Regions from separate parts of the Mus musculus genome. Here region 2 is linked to region 1. Evidence: chromatin contacts called from public Hi-C data. All regions are on one chromosome and are shown on one strand. Each heading gives the region's core, a stretch centred on a gene start, on an enhancer-like site or on the middle of the called end of the contact. The rest is flanking DNA. Distances are from core to core; before and after follow the strand shown. Region 1 overlaps Nedd9 (neural precursor cell expressed, developmentally down-regulated gene 9). Region 2 overlaps Gm32184 (a long non-coding RNA gene).

The links. A called contact is a pair of places that touch in the nucleus more often than the background predicts.
Region 2: a Hi-C map of bone marrow-derived macrophages shows a contact between it and region 1, with 24 read pairs. The contact joins two enhancer-like sites. A contact is called at or near these places in 1 of 15 datasets of contacts at CTCF or cohesin (large pre-B cells), 4 of 484 Hi-C or Micro-C datasets (the C2C12 cell line, bone marrow-derived macrophages, conventional dendritic cells and 1 more), 11 of 115 datasets of contacts at active chromatin or transcription factors (the 230-238 cell line, the NIH/3T3 cell line, bone marrow-derived macrophages and 7 more) and 1 of 9 other capture datasets (embryonic stem cells).

The regions. Positions count from the first base shown.
Region 1 is chr13:41,330,442-41,333,587 of GRCm38.p6, reverse strand. The region is part of intron 2 of Nedd9 (neural precursor cell expressed, developmentally down-regulated gene 9); the gene reads left to right. Among named protein-coding and RNA genes, the nearest start is that of Nedd9, 27 kb to the left of the region's middle. Within about 2 kb of position 1,662, at least 65 of the 459 cell types and tissues checked have an H3K27ac peak or open chromatin away from gene starts, as enhancers often do. A contact at or near this core is called in bone marrow-derived macrophages, where this site is marked.
Region 2 is chr13:41,550,494-41,553,639 of GRCm38.p6, reverse strand. The region is part of intron 2 of Gm32184 (a long non-coding RNA gene); the gene reads left to right. Among named protein-coding and RNA genes, the nearest start is that of Tmem170b, 54 kb to the left of the region's middle. Within about 2 kb of position 1,464, at least 33 of the 459 cell types and tissues checked have an H3K27ac peak or open chromatin away from gene starts, as enhancers often do. A contact at or near this core is called in bone marrow-derived macrophages, where this site is marked.

The DNA.
Region 1 (3,146 bases), core at 413-2,912:
CTCTCAGACAATTCTAAATTAAGTATGTTACTCATAGTCAAATAATTTGAAAAGCTGAATTTTTTTTAAAGTTTTCAGTCTTTAAAAAGGGAAAATTCTACTTAAAATATGAGAGTTGGATTTGAGTTGGAGAGCCCAAAAGCCTGCAAGTCAAAAGCCTACAAAGGTCTGAAACCAGACTACTTCTCTACTTCAGTGATCTCAGACTTCCAAGGGACACACCCAAGCTGCATGGGGAGCAATTTTGATTATTCTTTTCTTTTCTTAAATGTATTTATTTATTCACTTTACAACCCAATATCAGCCCTTCCTCTCCTCCCAGCTAATTATTCTTTAAAAAAAACTATTTATTTAATTTGGTTTCTTTTAAAAAAAAAACATATATTTATTTTCTCTGTGTGTGTGTGTGTGTGTGTGTGTGTGTGTGATAGCAATGTACCATGGATGTCAGAGAACAGCTCAAGCGGAGTGGCTCTCTCCTGCCAGGAGGGTCCCTGAGATTAAACTAAGGTCTTTAGGCTTGATGGCAAGCACCTTCACCCACAGAGCCAGCTTGTCAGCCTTGATGGTTGTTCTTTAGCGTTAGCTTGGACCCTAACCAACAGGATTTTATGTGCCCTGACTCCTTCTGAAGATTAATTTGGAGCTACCTTCTGACTCTAGGAAGCCAGGAGCCACGGTACCCACTTCTGCCGTAGATCAATCTTGCAGCTAAGAACCCACACACAGATCAGCATGGTGAAGGAATGAACAAAGTGGGAGCAAGGAACAAAGGGGTAATGCTCAGTTCACCTCAAACTACCAATGGTGATTCCGAGCTGCTCACTCAGCCAGTCTCCTCCTGCCCACACCTTCCCCAACAGCTCCTGATAGACAACAGAACAGAGCTTCCTACCACGAGGGTCCTGCAAGGGCACCACTTATTAACTGTCCTTAAATAGTAACTGGATACCAAAGCAAATAATGATTGATGTGAATTTCGGCTTTCCGGATCGGGGTATGACTCTGTAAAAGAGCACTTGTCTAGCACACATGAGACCCTAGATTTCATTTAAGCCAGGCACGGTGGCATGTGCGTGTAATCCCAGCTCTCAGGGAACAGAGGTACGTATTGGGAGTTGCCTGACTTCTCCCCCCCCCCCCCCGCCCCAGTATAGACTGCAAAACTGGTAAACTCTTTCATTGTCTCCTAGAGGGAAAACATATACTTGGTATAGTGGTTCTCAGAGCAGCCTCTGTGGGTTCTATGAGACCTACAATCCCTTCCCTCCTATATTGTGTTTTCAAACCATCCGTCTCTTAAAACTCATCTCCAGTCTAAAGCTTTCTCTTGGCAACCCAGTATTCTCTTCCCATTTTCTGGTCCCATCGTATGTGCATACCTCACTGATGCCATGGAGCTCATGGGTCCATTGGAAATGGGATAAGCTGCTGTCATGGCCTTGGCTGGGGTGCGCACCGTTTGGTGGTGGCTACTTAGAATACTTAAGTATTGTTGAGCTCGGCCAAGCCCTGTGGCATCATCTCTAAGGTGGGCAATTCCAAAACAGGGCATAGACAAATGCTGGCAGGAAGTGACTCAAAGGCTTTTAGGCAGGTCTTCCAGGCTGGTTCCTGAAAGGTAGCAGAAGATCCTGAAACTTATGCTGCCTCTGCCTTCTTAGACACTGAATCATCACAGCGCACATGTACATGCACATACACACAGACACCCATGGCTGCTGCCATGGGAACCAGAGACTTCCCTTGTTGGCATGTGAAGCCTTTTGAAATCAGTTGACCATAACAACCTCAGATACCAGCCACCTAACTGCTATAGATATTAAGCAATATTATTTTTGTCTACTAACAAGGAAAAAAATAGATTTAGAGGAAATTAGAGTTGCCGGAAATGACAAACTCTGACTTTTCACCTCCCTTTTCTTTGTTCCCTGTTGTCTGTGTGTCTCTTTGTTTTTCTCTGCCTTTCTGTTCTCTATGCTCTCCCCATCTCTATCTCCCATATATACAACTTAAAAAGTTAATTCCAGGGCAGAGGACACCCCCCCCCCAGTTTTTTCTTATGTAAACTCAATGAAGTACAATTACGTCCCAAAATTGTAGATTTCTATATGAAAATAAACCTAATAAATATATCTAACTGTCTAGTTTGTAAAACTGTCCAAAGAACTGAGATGTCACCTAAATGTCCCCCCTGAAAAGTCAAGGTACATTTTATATCTTCCACAGCCTTGGAGGTCCCCAAGCAGTGAAGGGAGGGACTTGCTAAGCTTACCCTGACCTGAAAGGCACTGTTCCCAGACAGTCACCCACGCCAAGGGAATGAGCAAACCCTCACACCTCCTTAACTGAACAAAGGTCCTCTTTGTTTGGTCAACACCAACGTCTTCAGATTTCAGCCACAGTCTGTCATAAAGCTCATAGATAATGCATATTTCTGAGGGGGCGTTTGTAACTTGTCACTCACCCTTACCAAGGCAACAGAGGTTAGTTAGCCTTCCCCTCCCACTGATTGCAAAGTAAGTGACTGCTTATCACAGTGAGTGAGAGGCAGCCTGCCACAGGACACCCCACTGCATGGATAATACTTTCTGAAGGAGGGAGGGCAGGAACACTGCTTGTCTTATTTAATGATAAAACTTGTTGGATCATCTTATGTGAATCCGTCTCAAAGACACAAGAGAAAGGGAGAAGACCAACTCGCCAGAGTGCATTCTACAAAATTCGGGGCTGGAAAATGTCAGAGGCCAAAAACACTCTGTTCTAAGTAGCAGTACCTTAGTCATTGTGTCAGGGTTACAGCCAGCAGGCATGCCCGACCTTTGATGTTGTGAAACGTCAGTGCCATCTACAAGTGTCTTGGGCCACACTCGTGGCTATCCTGGGATACACTCAGCTCGCAGATTGCAGTTTGCACATGGCTGGTACTAGAGGTGTCCCCATCTGTGTGAGAAGTCCAGGTGGTTCACACGTAAGACAGTGGATTCCTCTGCAGTCTCTGTTAACTTCTGGAGAGATCTCTTCAAAAGAACCTCTGAGTCTGAAACAGGGTGGTGATGTTGCTCCATCTTATTCTGCAGTGATGCTTCAAATCTGAAGCATAGAAATGACCTTAAAATGCCTCTGAGCCTCTGCTCCATTTTGAG
Region 2 (3,146 bases), core at 215-2,714, 220 kb before region 1:
CAGGCAGAGCAAGGTTTACAGGTAAATTCAGTGGAGATGTGGGCAGGGAAAAGCCAGGAGGCGCCATCGTTTCCACTTAGGAGATCCAGAAAAGCTCTGGACCACGAAGAACATTCAAACATCTTGTTTTAGAAGTGACAGGCAAGCAAGGTGACCCATACGGTTAGCTTGGTTTTTCAGAGTCTCTGAGGATGAGTTTCCTAAGTTCCCTCCCCATGACTGTGGAAATCATCTACTCTGATGAACACCTAGAAACAGTGCTTTTACCATGTCTACTAAGTAGCCTAGTTTAGTTGGAACATGCGATCCTCTGGATTGAGTGCCTGATCCAGTACTCTGGAACACACCCAGCTGTGTCTACATAGTCACAACAGCTTTCATTCTATCTCAGAAAAGGCTCCCTGTCTTACTCGCGAGCACAGCACGAGGACTCCCGAGGAGCCATATACCTCCTAAAAATGAAACTCTTTTTCCAAGGTTGAATGTGAGATGAAAGAATTAAACCAACAAACACACACACAAACAAAACAACAAAACAATGGCTAATTTGAGGAAGAAACTCTAGCAGGTTTCTTAAGAGTCCCAATTGGATTCACTTTTGTATATTTTAGTATTTTTTTCTTTTCTTAGTTTTTGTTTTGTTTTGTTTTTTTGAGAGTTGTACCCTTCCTTGATCACTCAGCTCTGTGTCCATCCTTCGCCTTCCTTTGGGAACCAGCTCGTTCCAGTTCCGTCTTGACTGCCTTTGCCACCCTTAGGCTCTGTTCTACCACGTGAATTCTGAAGAGGAAGAGGAGAAAGGGGAGAGGAGAAGGGGGGAGAAGGAAGTAGAGGAGGAGGAGGAGGAGGAGGAGGAAAGAGGAAGAGGAAGAAGCCACCATGTCACTCCATAAGCCATTGGTTCCACAGTCTTAGGGATTCTCCTGTGACCGTCCAGCCTGTGTTTCCTGACTTCCCCCATCCCTGCATCGACCACCTTCTTAAAGGGGTTTCTCCTTTTCTGTCTGCTCTTGAGTTCTCCCCACTTACTGGAAACATCAGGGGCCTTTATTTTACCCCAGACTTCTTGCCTATACCCCAGTCTCCTCTTATCCCCTGCACTTCTCTAACTCAATACCTTAGCTTTGATCACGCTGGAAGAAAAAGAAGCAGGCCGTCATTTTCTTCCTCTACAGTGCAGTTACTTCCTGCAAAATTACCTCTGAGTCCTCCAATCATTTTCACCACCATGTTATACAACGAGACCTCCACTTCTCTGTCTCTGTCTCTCTCGCTCTCTCTTGCTCTCTGTCACTGTCTGTCTCTGTCTCTCTCCCACTCCCTTTCTTCTCTTCATTTTTAGAGAAAGGGTCTACCTGTGTAGCTTAGGCTGGCCCCATCTCACAATCTTTCCTTGGCCTCCCCGTGCTGAGATTACGTGTACAGCTCTCGGAGCTACCTTGCCTGTCGGGCCCTTACACAGCTTGCTGATGAGCCGACTGTCTTCCAGTTTCTTTTTATGATGCTCCCCCCTCTCATGCTGTTTCATAATCTCTATTGTTTAAAACATCACTTCCTTGTTTAAAAACTGTTCACAATTTTCCACTGACTGCACCGAAATCCTCATTTCTTACATACCATTTGGCGATTTGTAATTGGCCCTGCGTCTATTTTTCCCACCGCATTTCTCTCTGACACCATCCCCGCACACCCACAGAGATGACCACATGCAATTCCTGAAGGCTGCCCAGCTTCTCTGAGCACGCGCACACATGTGTGTGAGGATTCCCTCAGAAGTTAGGAGAGGGAGTCAGACCCCCTGGAGCTGCAAACACAGTTAGGAGCCTGTGGATGTTGACCAAACTCAGGTCCTCTGTGGGAGCGGCAAACATTCCAACCGCTGAACTAACCTAGCCTCTTAACTGAACTTTAATGATTTAATAAGTGTCCAGGATCCTGCCACCCATTTAAGAGTCAGGACGTTGGAGTGAGGTTGTTATTTATGTGACTCTTAAACATCACACTTACTGTTTATACTGGATGGAGATAACCACATTTAAAAAGTTATTGTTTATGGGTGTCTTTGGTCTTTGTTTTTGTTCTAAGCCAGGGATGGTGGTGGTGCATGCCTGTTATACTTGCTATTTTTCTGTAGTGAAAATAAAATAACCAGATGGAAAGCAATTTAGTGAAGAAGTGACTGGCTGATTTGGGCCCATTGGCTGACTACCCCTTTGGAAGTGCTCTAGGGACCTGACTGACTTTCTGTGACTCTGCGTTAGCTCTCTGACTCTCTCTGCACTCTGTGTGCTGTGGAGGGGTCTCCAGTCTCTCACACCCCTTTACTATAGTCTACCCGGAGCTGGGTTGTCGATCTTTCTCCTACACTCTTTACCCAAGCCTGAGTTTTCGGCTCTGCCGTCTTCTAGACCATCTCTGCCACTCTTCAGTGAGTTCTAGTCTCACTCCACCCCATAGCTTTCATTCGATAGTGAACGGGAGTGAATGGAGTCACAGAGCCAGGTACAGCAGTGATGTGAGAAGAGGAATGAAACGCATCAGAAATATTTGCTGCTGTCGTTTCATATCCTGACTGGGAAGGCAGACCTGTACTTCAGTGAAATCACATGGCAATTGCTGTGTGTGTGTGACTGTAGGAGTGTGTATGTATGCATGAGAGAGAGAGGGACAGAGAGAGAGAGAGAGAGAGAGAGAGAGAGAGAGAGAGAGAGAGAGGATTTCATGAGTGTGAGAGAAATTATTAGACTGACTTATATGATCAGAGCTGAGTATTCTTATAGCCCATGTCGACAGGCTGAAGAGCCAGGGGAATTAAGTACTCACTCATTTCAAGAAGCTGGAAACCCAAGCAAGAGGAGCAAAGATGCAAGCTCAGCTCAAACCAAAGCAAAAATCCTGGAAGCCCGGAGAGCTGTCGGTCTGAGGCCACACCCCAAAGCTGGAAATTGACAAGACAGTGGAGGCAGGGACATGAGGAAGTTGAGAGAGCCTAACCCAAGTGAGTGTGTTATATGAAAATACACGAGAAAACCTTCTATTTTCTTTTAATGAACCTTGTATTTGCTGTCAGCAGGCAACAGCAGCAACGAAACTGTTCTCACTTAAGAAGGTTTGTGCATGTAAGAATTGCCCTTTAATATTTACTC